Regions from separate parts of the Canis lupus genome. Here region 1 is linked to region 2. The links are chromatin contacts, called in public Hi-C maps. All regions are on one chromosome and are shown on one strand. Each heading gives the region's core, a stretch centred on a gene start, on an enhancer-like site or on the middle of the called end of the contact. The rest is flanking DNA. Distances are from core to core; before and after follow the strand shown. Region 1 holds the start of PPP1R3C (protein phosphatase 1 regulatory subunit 3C). Region 2 holds the start of HECTD2 (probable E3 ubiquitin-protein ligase HECTD2).

What was found. A called contact is a pair of places that touch in the nucleus more often than the background predicts.
Region 1: a Hi-C map of skin fibroblasts shows a contact between it and region 2, with 4 times the contacts expected there. The contact joins the promoter of PPP1R3C here to the promoter of HECTD2 in region 2. A contact is called at or near these places in 2 of 9 Hi-C or Micro-C datasets (amygdala and skin fibroblasts).

What each region holds. Positions count from the first base shown.
Region 1 is chr28:6,344,240-6,350,927 of UU_Cfam_GSD_1.0, reverse strand. PPP1R3C (protein phosphatase 1 regulatory subunit 3C) reads left to right here and starts at 3,529. Exons shown (of 2, transcript XM_038578183.1): 1 at 3,529-3,685; 2 at 5,649-6,688. The coding sequence starts at 3,672. The coding sequence ends at 6,588. LOC106557985 (a long non-coding RNA gene) reads right to left here and starts at 5,368. Exons shown (of 4, transcript XR_005380420.1): 1 at 3,390-5,368; 2 at 2,792-2,870; 3 at 650-718; 4 at 492-531.
Region 2 is chr28:6,176,025-6,181,980 of UU_Cfam_GSD_1.0, reverse strand. It overlaps HECTD2 (probable E3 ubiquitin-protein ligase HECTD2), which reads right to left and starts at 3,202. Exons shown (of 21, transcript XM_038578182.1): 1 at 3,098-3,202. The coding sequence starts at 3,187. LOC106557967 (a long non-coding RNA gene) reads left to right here and starts at 3,002. Exons shown (of 3, transcript XR_005380418.1): 1 at 3,002-3,390.

The sequences.
Region 1 (6,688 bases), core at 2,280-4,779, 170 kb before region 2:
GGGGCAGGAGAGAAAGCAGCATGAATGGAAACAAGTACAAACTCGAAAGAACTGTGAGTAAGCAGCATAGAACTATGTGAAAGCCTCCCACACAGTTCTTGGTACCTAGTAGGTAGGCTGCATGTAGTTGAATCTGAAAGTTTTAAAACCCTTTAAAAATGATTTCTTAGTAGTTCCTGTTCATTGTAGAAAAATGAAAATATACAAAGAAGTGAAATGAAAAATTTTTAATTACTCATAATCTCACCATCCAAAAATAAGCACTGTTAACACTTTGATAGAACATATTCTACTTTCTATGCATGCACATTCTTCCTCTATTTTTAAAAAAAGATTTTTATTTATTTATTCATGAGAGACAGAGAGAGAGAGAGAGAGAGAGAGAGAGAGGCAAAACATAGGCAGAGGGAGGAGAAGCAGGTTCCGTGTAAGGAGTCCGATATGGGACTCGATCCCAGGAGTCCAGGATCACACACTGAGCCGAAGGCAGACACTCCACTGCTGAGCCACCCAGGAGTCTCCACATTCTTCCTCCAAAACGAGATCACAATACAGTCTTATTACTTTATGTTTCTCTATAACTTTAATTGGTAATATCCCCTTTTTTAGTTTAACATGTGATCATGAGTAGAATAAAATCTCTACGTACTGTTCCAATTTTGGCTCTGACCTAACCAGTCCCTGGTAAACAGCTCAGTCTGAGTTTTAGATTTATCATCTGTGGGAAAAAAAAAAAAAGACTTAGAACCAGTGATAATGTCAGGCACCTTCCACCATCTATCATGCTAATTGTCAATGGGTAATTAAAGGAAGACAATGTGGGCAGCCCCGGTGGCGGCGTGGCGCAGCGGTTTAGGTTTAGCGCCGCCTTCAGCCCAGGGCGTGATCCTGGAGACCCTTGATTGAGTCCCCTCAGGCTCTCTGCATGGAGCCTGCTTCTCCCTCTGCCTGTGTCTCTGCCTCTCATTCTCTCTCTCTGTCTCTATGAATAAATAAATAAAATCTTTAAAAAAAAATAAAGGAAGACAATATGGTACAATGGTTCTTGTTCTGACATCAGCCAGCTTCTAATCCCCAGATCCACTTTGGGTAGATTTTTTGACCTCGCAGTGCCCTCGTTTCCTTATCTCTAAAAGTGGAATTAATAATAGTATACACCGTCTAGAGTTGTTCTGAGATAAAAATAGGTAAGACACATACTGTGGGACCCAGGAAATTTAACAAAAATCCCCTACCCCTGGACAAGCAGAGCAGGACTAACTCCATTTTGTGCTATACCCGCCACCTCCTGTATGACCGCCACATGACCTGCTTATTGCTTAAGGCACTGCCCCACCCTAGTCAAGCCGCTAGGCACACCCTAATCAGAAATCGGCTCATAACAATGTAACCCTGCCTTGTGCCCGCCAAAACTGCTCCCGATTCTGACCAAAGTAATAGGCCAGCTCAAGTGGATACTATACGGGAAGATGTAATTCAATCGGCCACCTGCGTGTGGACCGACACGACTGTGCAACTTGCTGCGTATCCCATTGGCCACTGGCCCCTATAAAGCTGCTACGCCTCTTAGTCTCGGGGTCCAAGTCCCTGCTCCGCTGTGTTGGGTGCACTTGGACCCAAGCTCGAGCTTGTAAATAAACCCTCGTGTGATTGCATCGGTGTTGGCTCCTTGGCGGTTTCTGGGGGGTTTCTCGGATTCGGGATCTTGGGCACAATAATACAACACTTAAAACAGTATTTGGACATAGTAAAGGCCCAATAAACAGTAGCTATCTATCAATATAATAGCTCAGGCACTGGCCATCTGTAGTAATGGAATAATAACTAAAACTGAGGAGTACTGATATGAGAACTACCAGGAGTTGAACACATGCACTGGACACTCTGTTTTCTCAGCAGCAGAGTTTTATGTAATCTTTGGAGCAATTTCACTATCTCCACTTTGTGAGGAAGTTGAGGCTAAAACTTGCTTAGATTCATGTAGCTTGTATGTCAAACCCAGAGACTGTGTCACCTACAGCTAGTTTTGGTTGGGCTGGGGGGCTAGAAGATCTGCTACTAGTTGGATGTTTCTTTCCAAAAACGAAACTCAAGCATTAAGTACCATCCCTGGTGATACTCAGCATGGGTGTCTTTCTTTTTATTTTAGAAACTCTATTTTAAAAATTCCAGAGATGCCTGGGTAGCTCAGCCGTTGAGGGTCTGCCTTCGGCTCAGGCCGAGCTTCTGGAGTCCAGTGATAGAGTTCCGCATCAGACTCCCTGTGGGGAGCCTGCTTCTCCCTCTGCCTGTGTCTCTGCCTCTCTCTGTGGCTCTCATGAATAAATAAATGAAATGTTAAAAAAAATTCCAGTGTTTGACAGTAATTTAAAAGACACAGGGATTTTTAAAAACATTTTACACACTTTATTACTTTTTTAAGATTTTATTTATTTATTCATGAGAGGCGCACACACACATACACAGAGGCAGAGACACAGGCAGAGGGAGAAGCAGGCTCCATGCAGGGAGTCCCATGTGGGACTCGATCCCAATACCCAAGGATCACGCCCTGAGCAGAAGGCAGACGCTTAACCGCTGAGCCACCCAGGCGTCCCTGCACACTTTAATTGGCTCATGGATATGGAAGTTAATAGAGGAAAGCTAGGAAATGGGTTTTTAGAAAAACAATTTATACTCGACTTAGATATTTAATTTTATGGTTGTAATTGATGGTCTAAAACTCCCCAAACTAAACAAAGTAACGAAACCTCAGCAAAAGTAACTGGCTTGGGAGAGTCCTGATACTTACAGGGAGATATTTTGACATTTTGGTTTCCACCTCACTGCCAAAGGACATCAGAACGGAGTTGAGAGACTTGGATTGACCACTGTGAGCAAAAAAGGCCATTTCATTCTGGCTTCAGTTTTCTCTTCCAAGGAGAAAAACTGAAGAACAGATTGGAATACAAAGTGCCTTTTAATTAAATGCCACGTCCTTGTTCTACGGGTCTAGCATGCTTTATTAGCAACACTTGTAGAGAGGTTGATAATAATTCTTAGCAGCCTTGGTCCACTCTGTGGTGGATTTTTGGATTTCACCCTAATTTAAAAATGCACCCAACCTCTGAATGCTTAGGCTAAGGTGAGGGAGAAGACGAGAAGATGTACCAACCAGTGAAAAAGATAAACATTTCGAATATGACAGACATTTGCTAGAAGCCACAACTCTCCCTGCTTAGGTTTAACTGTGCACAAACGCTCCAGGACGCAGAAGGCGTCCGCTGCCCCCAGGGCCGCACTGAGCCGGCGCCCAGGGGGCGAGGTTTGCTGCTCCCCGGCCCGCGGCCCGCCCGCTACGTGCTGCTCGCCGCCGCCTCCACGCCCCCCTCGCCCAGGGTTCGCGTTACCGAGCGCGCTGCAGCTGCGGGCCGGGCCGGGTCCCCCGCGCTCCCCCGCGGACCACGGCGATCACGTTCCCAGCGCGAGGGCTCGCGCCCTAGCCGGGCGCTGATAGGTCGTGCCGCGGGGCCAGCCGCTCGGGGATTGGTGCGAAGGACGGGCTCACGTGGTCCGGGGCAGATAAGCGGCCTCTCCCCGCCGCACCCTCCATCCGCCCGAGCTCCTGCCGAACGGAGGTGGCCGCGAGCTGGGCGCGAACTTGCGCGGGTCCGCCGCCGCCCGGTGGCCCAATGAGCTGCACCAGGTAGGTTCGCCGCAGACGCCCCGCACCAGAGCGGAGGGGAGCGCACAGCTGCAGGGCGGTTGGGCTGCGTGGTCCTTCGGGCATCGCTGAAAATGGAGACGCCAGAGGAGGGCTAGCTGGCTGACTGCTGAGCTGAATCTGGCCCCAGGGAAGCCTCGGCTGGTGGAGATTTGCTCAGTGCTTCTCAGCCAAAGCTTATTTTGGTAATTAGCATCCCAAACCAGAAACTCTTAACTGTGAGTCAGCTTTAGCTCTAGTATCCGTTATCTTTTGATCTTTTCATCCCGCACAAATGCCCCAAGGACTGGGGCAGCTTGTGGGAACAGCACCTTGACGTTACGGATTGTGTTGTTTAGCCTGGGGGAAACTGCAGTGTGTCTGCATTCTGTCGCCCTCCTCCACGCTTCTTATCACGGTTTGCCATAGTAAACTTAGCCGGGGAGTTTGAGCAAATGATGATTTTCTAACTTTTGGCCAGGAACTCACCAAATCCTAAAACTGTCTTTCTATAACAGCAAAAAGTAAAAAATGCAAAACAAAGCCACAAAACAATAAAAATCCTCCATAAAACTACTTTAAATAGCTTACCCAGACATAACTTACTTAGCAGAACACTTCTCTAAAAATCCTGCCTGTTAACTAATATTAGGCTCACAAATATAGCTTTAGCTTTCATTTGTTTGTTCTAAGTGTGTAGGCCTTCCAGAAAAATCTCAGGACTAATAAATTCTGTGAATGTTCTTACATTATCCATTTTGTGTTAATGACCATTTGCCTATGTGCTTAGAGCTGCTGTGAAAAATTACTGAAGCCAGATTGAGAAATGTCATTATAGTATACATATACCTCCTATCTGTAAGGAGAGGACAGGGAAAAAAGAATCCATAAGCTAGGCAATACGTATGAAGGGCTAAAGGCCAGGAAAAACTTCATGGAACTTCTTAATTTAACATTGCTGAGCATAGTTATGTTTAAACTTTTAAATAGCTTTATTATCTTGCTAGTTATTAATATCCATTGCCAAACATTAGAAAATACCAAAAAAAGTACAAAGATAAAAATAGGTCATCACTGCCCAGAGATACGTAACTTTTTGGTGTATTTCATTAATTCATATATACAACATACATTGAAAACAGTCCAATTTTAAAGTAATTAGCTTTTGTCACCTAAATGTGGGTTTGTCATGGATATCTTTCTAGATGAAATATAGATTGTGTGAAGTTTTTCTTTAAGTGTATGAAGTGCTGATCTGCATTTCAGTTGGTTATTTGTGAAAATGAGGAAGAACATGATAAAATGCAAAGCTAATCCTCTGGCTTCATTCTTTCCAGCCTTCTCTCAAAACTGTTCCATAAGAATTTTATTGCTATTTATTTTTCTTTTTAAGTGGATTACTTTTCCAGAGAAGGGTAGTCAATTTAACAGCAAGATCATCAGAGCAGCTAGAGGGAGCAGAGTCTGGAATCATGGTTCTGGAACTTGTCTGGTCACCAGTATTACCTGGGAAGCTGTAAGAGCATCTCTACTACCCCTGTCCCCACTCACAGAGGGTTTGCCTCAGCAGCTCTAAGTCCTAGGAATTGGCATTAAAAAGAAAGAAAGAAAACAAACTCTCTAGGCCATTGTGATTAGACAGGTTTGAGAACCACTGGCTTTGAACAAAGCAAATGGTTCTTAGAGCTATATTAGAGATTATCACATGCAGCCCTTTCATTTTTCAGACCCCCACATGTTTTAAGCAGTTAACCCACGGCCTTGTAGTCTGCCAGGGCATAGCCAAATATAGGATGCAAATCTGATCATCTAATACTGTTTTATTTTACTACATCTGATAGCACATCCCTGATGCTTACTGTGCTGGTTACAGTTTAGAAAATACAAAAATAGTATATATATATTTGGAGCCAGGGGAAGAGCATTACAGATTCAGGTGATAACCCCTCTTCTTTTTGTATTCCAGAATGATCCAGGTTTTAGATCCGCGACCTTTGACAAATTCAGTCATGCCAGTGGATGTGGCCATGAGGCTCTGCTTGGCTCATTCGCCACCTCTGAAGAGTTTCCTGGGCCCTTATGATGATCTCCAACGAAGAAATTTTGTGAACAAGTTAAAGCCCTTGAAATCATGTCTCAATATAAAACAGGAAGCCAAATCACAGAATGAGTGGAAGCAGTCACATGACCAAGCCAAGAAGCGGGTTGTGTTTGCTGACTCCAAGGGGCTCTCTCTCACCGCCATCCACGTCTTCTCGGACCTCCCAGAAGAACCAGCGTGGGATCTCCAGTTTGATCTCTTGGACCTTAACGATATCTCCTCTGGCTTAAAACTCCACGAGGAGAAAAACTTGATTTTAGATTTTCCCCAGCCTTCAACTGATTACTTAAGTTTTCGGAACCACTTTCAGAAGAATTTTGTCTGTCTGGAGAACTGCTCTTTGCAAGAGCGAACAGTGACTGGAACTGTGAAAGTGAAAAACATGAGCTTTGAGAAAAAGGTTCAGATTCGTATCACTTTTGATACCTGGAAGAGTTATACTGATGTTGACTGTAACTACATGAAAAATGTGTATGGTGCCTCAGATAGTGACACCTTCTCATTTGCCGTTGACTTACCCTCTGTCATTCCAACTGAGGAGAAAATTGAGTTCTGCATTTCTTACCATGCTAATGGGCAGGTCTTCTGGGACAACAACGAGGGTCAGAATTACAGAATTGTCCATGTGCAATGGAAACCTGATGGAGTGCAGACACAGATGGCATCTCAGGACTGTGTATTCCACCAGGTGCCCCCCAAGACTGAGTCAGAGACATCCATCTTTGGCAGTCCAAGGCTGGCCAGTGGGCTCTTCCCAGAATGGCAGAGCTGGGGGAGAATGGAGAACTTGGCTTCTTATCGATGATTAAGTAACCTAGTGACTGGTTTTGACCTGGCATATTTCCCATGTAATTCTCGGTCTGTATTGCTCAATATTAGGAAGTCTTTGCTACTTTCCTTCAGTA
Region 2 (5,956 bases), core at 1,953-4,452:
CTTCAAGCTTAATTTGGGTCATCGTAACCTGGCTTTCTTCTTATGCTAGGGAGCTGTCACTCTAAATTATTTCCAAACTCCCATAAAAATGTAATAGAATGATTTTTGGAAAAAGCCAATAATGTAGGGTCACATTAATTGAGTCATAAACTTAGTCTACATAGAACTGTTCACCTGGGGCAAAAAGAATCACTAAAGTGGCCCAAAGACAAAGTTACTGATGGTAATCAGGTTCCTAAGCAAACCTCCAGAAGCTTCATCTAATCCGCACCAGAGGCTGAAAAACAACCAAACAGGCCACAAACTGTCTTTTCCTGATCCTCCACACCAAGGCCTTCCAAGTCACCTGCTGCTGAACTCAGATATCATCCCAACTCTCCTGCCCTCTGGAGGGCTAAACACATATTTTCCATTCAAGGTTTTAAAAACTTAAAACTCTACTCTTGTTTAGCTAGTAGTAAAAATCCATAAACCTTTATTCATACTTCTGAAATCCTATAAGCTTTTAAAACTGAAAGGTTTTTATAACTCATATGGTGACAAAACATATACCTGACCTAAACTCGGACAATCCAACCTGATGTGAACTGATATGAAGCTATTAACACTTAAGCCTGCCTTTACCTCACTTAGTGTGAACACACACATACATTTCACTCCAGAGCTACTGACATGCTTGACTACAAAGAATTAGTTGGCCAGGACCTCACTGTGGATGTTATCTATAACATATGCATTGAATTGCCTTTCTAAACTCTGAAAAACTCTGGATTCCAAAACTCTAAACTCCAAGGGCTTCAGGAAACAGTCTGTAGACCTGGGTCCATATTGTGTCAATTTCTCCAAGTTTTTATTCCAAACCTTCAATTTTTCAGTTACACTGAGATAAATATGTTTTGGGAAGGGTGCTAACTTGAGGACCTAAACCATTTCATATAACTGTTTCTTATAAGCATATACGTTCATTGTTTTAAACAACTGATTTAGAATTTTTTGCATGTTCGGAATGTCCTGAATAAACTCTGAAAGCCTAGGGTACAAATGCAGGAACCAAGTCTGCAGAAGTTGGGTGACAAAGTCCTTTAACGCATTTCCCTAAGTGATTCTTTACCGCGCACAACTCCAATAGACCACTCGATTGCAGCTATATTTTAATACGTATGTCCTTTTATTATTGTCCACATCTTGCTAATTTAATAAGCAGAGCTTGTTCTAACAATTTCCAGTCCTTAGACATTTTTGAAAAACCTACAGAATCAAAACATTATTCCTAACACTTTAAAGAGTGAGCTATTTTAGTAACTTCTTAGTCATTTAAGAGGGAGGTTTCAAGAAATGAATTGCAAGTAGGAATAAAAAAAATGTATCATGTTCTCTAAACTTTTACTATTTTGTCAAGCACAGATGCATGACAAGTCATGGCCTTTAAATGTATGAAAGCAAACTTTCAAAAAGTATTTAAATGTTAAGTCAAATAAAAATCTCAAAAATCAGAGATTAATTTGTGTGTGTGTGCTCCAAAGTAACGAGAGTCATAACCACCAGTAAAAACAGGGAAGGGGGGGGGGGAGCTGTCCCATTACATCATCTGGCAATATGTAGTTTGAAGCCTCAGAGCCCTCTCCAAATAATCCTTAAGAAAATCCAGCTGGGAAATCATCCCTGTGAAGCTTAGATAACTTGAGTTTAAATAAAAGGTTAAAAAAGCCTCCCCGCCTTACGTCACATGTCTGTGCCTTATGAAAAATAAAACCATCACTGAGGCATCTACCTCCCACTATCCTGACAGCAACGGAAAGGTCACAATTAAGTGGAAACTCGTCGCACAGCCTGTTCAATCAGAGGGGGGAAGGGAAGGAAAGGCGAAGAGATTCCAGGGGGAAAATCTCCGCGCCCCAAAGGCAGGCGGGCACCTCCGCGGAAAACCCACTGTCCCCTGCCCGACACATTGTCCTCACCCAACAGATGTGATCACGTCGACCCCGGGGCGCTGGTCACTTCCTTAGAGAAAGTGCCCCCTCCCAGGCAATAACCGCGAACAGGCAGCCGACGCCCCCCCCCCCCAACATTTCCCAGTTTTCGTGGAAGGTGCAGCTCGAGAAGCGCCGGCGGCTGTCCACGAGGCACACCCCGCGCCAGCCGGCGGGGACCGCTCGGAGCATCTCCGCCGTCGGGCCTCGGGTCGCCGGGCGCCCGCGCCCCCGCCCCCGCCCCCCCCCTCCGACGCCAGCCGTCGGGGCGCCCGCGGCCCCCGCCCGCACCTACCGCCGCAGCCGCCTACGGGCGCACCAGCGACAGACACGATGGGCGGCAGCTCTCGGCCCGGCTCCCTTCCTTCCTGTCCTCCTGGCACGGCCGCGCCAGCTCGGGCGGCGCGGCGGCGAGGGAACCCGCCCGATTACTAATGTCGGGCAGGGCGGAGGGAGAGAGCAGGAGCGACGGCGGAGCGGGGAGGAGGGCAGGAGGTGGGGGGGGGAGGCATGATGCAGAGGCAGCGAGAGGGCTCTGGGACAGCCGCTACCAAAAAGCCGCCGGCAGCCGAAGCAAGCGCACGCCCCAGGCGAGCCCGAGCACGCGCCCGCCCGGCCCCCGAGCGCCGGCCCGGATGCCCCCGCCGCCGCCCCCGCCCGCCGCGGCCGCCGCCCCGCACCCCCCGCCCCGCGCTCCCGGGACGCGCGGGTACGCCGCCCGCAGCTGCTGCGGGCCGCCCCCGAGGGCTGGGACCCGGGGCCCTGCGGCCGACGCCGGCGGCCATGTTGCTCGCCGCCTGCCGCCGACCCGGCCAGCAGGCCGTGCGCCGGGGGGTCTGCACGCGGGACGAGGCGAGGCCCGCCGAGGGTGGCGCCGGGAGCGAGAGCGCGCGGGTGGCGGGGTTAGCGCGGGGCGGCCGCGGCCTGGGCCCCGGGACGGCGGGCGTGGGCCGGCGGCCTTGCCCCCCCGCGGCCGCAGAGCCGCGCGCCTTGGGGTCACGACCCGGCCCCGGCCCCGCCCCGCCCCCGCCCCCGCGAGCGCCCGGGAGCCTGCGCATCCTCGGGCGACTGCCTTTCCTTCCTTAGCCCACCGATTCTTTCCAGATGCCCTGAGAGCCTCCACCTACGGAAGAAGGATCTGGGGGCGGGGGGAAGTGAGACGTCGTGGGCTCCACCTTCTCCGCCACCGGGCTGGACGGCCAGGCCACACTTTCCATTCCTGTTCCTTCGTCCCCCCTTCGGCTGCCAAGTCCGCCTCTCCCTTCCCGTCCCCACGCGCCTACATCTCGCTCTCTCCCTGCATCGCTTTCCTGCCTCCTATCCCTGCTTTGTTCCTTTCCTTTTATAAGTTACAGATGGACAGACTCAAATTCCGCTGCTGCTCAGTCTCCTATTCCTTAATGTCAGAACATTAATATGGGTAAGAACTTTCAAACTGAAGAGGAAAGCTTTTAATCATAACATGAACACCTCCCCCTCCCCGCCCGCCAAGCCACACAGACGATTTCCTTTCCTTGCTGGTCTCCACCGCCCCCCTCCTTTCCCTTTTCTCTGTCTACTGGAGCCGCGGAGACACCTGCAGATCTAAGAGGAGGGAGAGTGAGAATGCGCTGTGTCGCCTATTAAAAATAGGCAATTTCTCGACATTCAAGTCTTCAGGTTTTTAGGCTTTGTTATTTTATTTGAGCTTGAGTGAATTTCAGATCGAGGATACCCAGATCCAAATGTGAGAACAGCCGGGTGGCGCAGCGGTTTGGCGCCGCCTGCAGCCCGGGGTGTGATCCTGGAGTCCGAGATCGAGTCCCACGTCGGGCTCCCTGCGTAGAGTCGGCTTCTCCCTCTGTCTTTGTCTCTGCCACCCCCCCCCCTTCTCTCTCTCTCTCTCTCTTTCATGAATAAATAGATAAAATCCAAAAAAAAAAAGAACCAAAAATATATCTGAAACAAAGCCAAAGATGATGTTTGAATTACCTGTTGTTTTACATAATTCAGAATTATTAGCATAACTAAGTACTAAAGTGCATCGTTGGATGAGGTTGCATCTTTTTCAAACCCAGAATTTGTAGCAAGCACATCTGAAGCAACCAGTGGAATGAATATAGCAGTTAGTACTGAGTTAATTTCTTTTTTTTTTTTTTTTTAAGATTATTTATTTGTTCATGAGAGACAGAAAGAGAGGTAGAGACACAGGCAGAGGGAGAAGCAGGCTCCTCACAGGGAGCCCGATGTGGGACTCATCCCAGAACTCCAGGGCCAATCACGCCCTGAGCCAAAGACAGATGCTCAACCCCTGAGCCACCCAGGCGTCGGCGTCCCTATTCAGTTAATTTCTAAGTTATAAATTCTGACTCATTTATTGAAAGGCTTTCTAGTTTTAATATAGTTGCTGTCGTCACCTGTTTAAATATTAATTAGTTAAAAATATGGAGTGAGTGCCATATAGTCAGGAAAAAGTATTTATGTGCCAAATAGCCTTGGAGGGAAATGATGTATACAGACATTACTTTGAAACATTCTTCTATTTTTCTTGAATTCTCTTTCAGGATTTTCTTTCCTTCTTAAACCTCTGAAATACTCATCCTATAGAGAGGAACATGCAATCACATCCTACTTTTAGCAGGTCAGCTTGCTGATCTTTTGCTATGGCAACAACTCAAATGTTGTTTTAGAAAGAGAAGCCTTTATTTTAACTATAATTCAATATATTCTGGGCTGCCAAGCTAGGTTGGTAGAACAAATACTGGGGGGAGGGGCAGAAGTATTCTCCTTCTTACTGTTTTCAACTAGATTGAGTAATTTGTGATAAAAATGCTTGGATGAGAAACCACTTAAAGTACATGCCTTATGCTTTCTCTTTTCCTGTGTAAGACTAAATAAAAGTGTGTCTGTACATGTAGTCACATTCAGTAGAACAAAATGCCTAAATATTGGCAAAACAAGGCAAGTCAGAAATTTTAATTTCTGCTACTGCATTAGTATGGATAATCCATTTCTAAACAAGTCCACTGATTAATTCACCTGTGAGTTATGTTCCAAAAATCATATTTTGCTGATGTTTTCTTTTACTTCCTACTAAATACTTTGTCCTGTAGGCACCACTCCATCCTTCTTTAATGCACATGAACTCCAGGGTGGGGGTTGGAGTCCAGATGGAGCTGCTAGAACACTGCAGAATGATAGCCCGTGGGGAACTAATGGGCTTGAGAGGCACATTCCCAACCACCACCAATGTGCCTCCAGGCCCCACAAGGCTTGTAGAGCAGGACGTGCTGAGAGCTCCAGCCGTTCTGTGCAAAGGTGCAGAGATGCTTTTCAGCTATGTAAGTGTCAGCCAGAAGTGCAACAGTGATGGCTTCCGAGTATAAACTCATTAGCCTTCGGAAGACTGGCAGTGAAGCTGGAGAAACATTTCACCTTCCTGAATCCAGGTGGAAAACCAAGCTCATTAATTATACCTATGCAGAATAGGAGTTTGAGGGGGGGGGGGGGGGGAGATAGGTCAGAGAATTGGTCATTTCCATGGGAGAAAAGGAAGAAAAGGAAGGACCAAATTACAAGGTAATGGAAAGTCTAATTATAGACAACATTCTATTATAATTACATAGAATAATACTAATCTAGTGAATAATAGCAAAGTTTTGGCAGGTCATTTACGAGTGACTTATAGCTATGAAATAGTAAGCTTGTTTTGTTAAAGAAAATGTCCTTTCACATTTCAACTGACTGTTATCCTAAAGTAGTAGTAAACTTGGAAAAAGACACGATTTTAGCCATGTTGGCATTGTTAAAAACATTGTTAGAACGCTTCCTTAGGTTTAATGACTATGGCTTTTAAAAATTACTATTTAAAAAATAGGGATCCCTGGGTGGCGCAGCGGTTTGGCGCCTGCCTTTGGCCCAGGGCGCGATCCTGGAGACCCGGGATCGAATCCCACATCGGGCTCCCGGTGCATGGAGCCTGCTTCTCCCTCTGCCTGTGTCTCTGC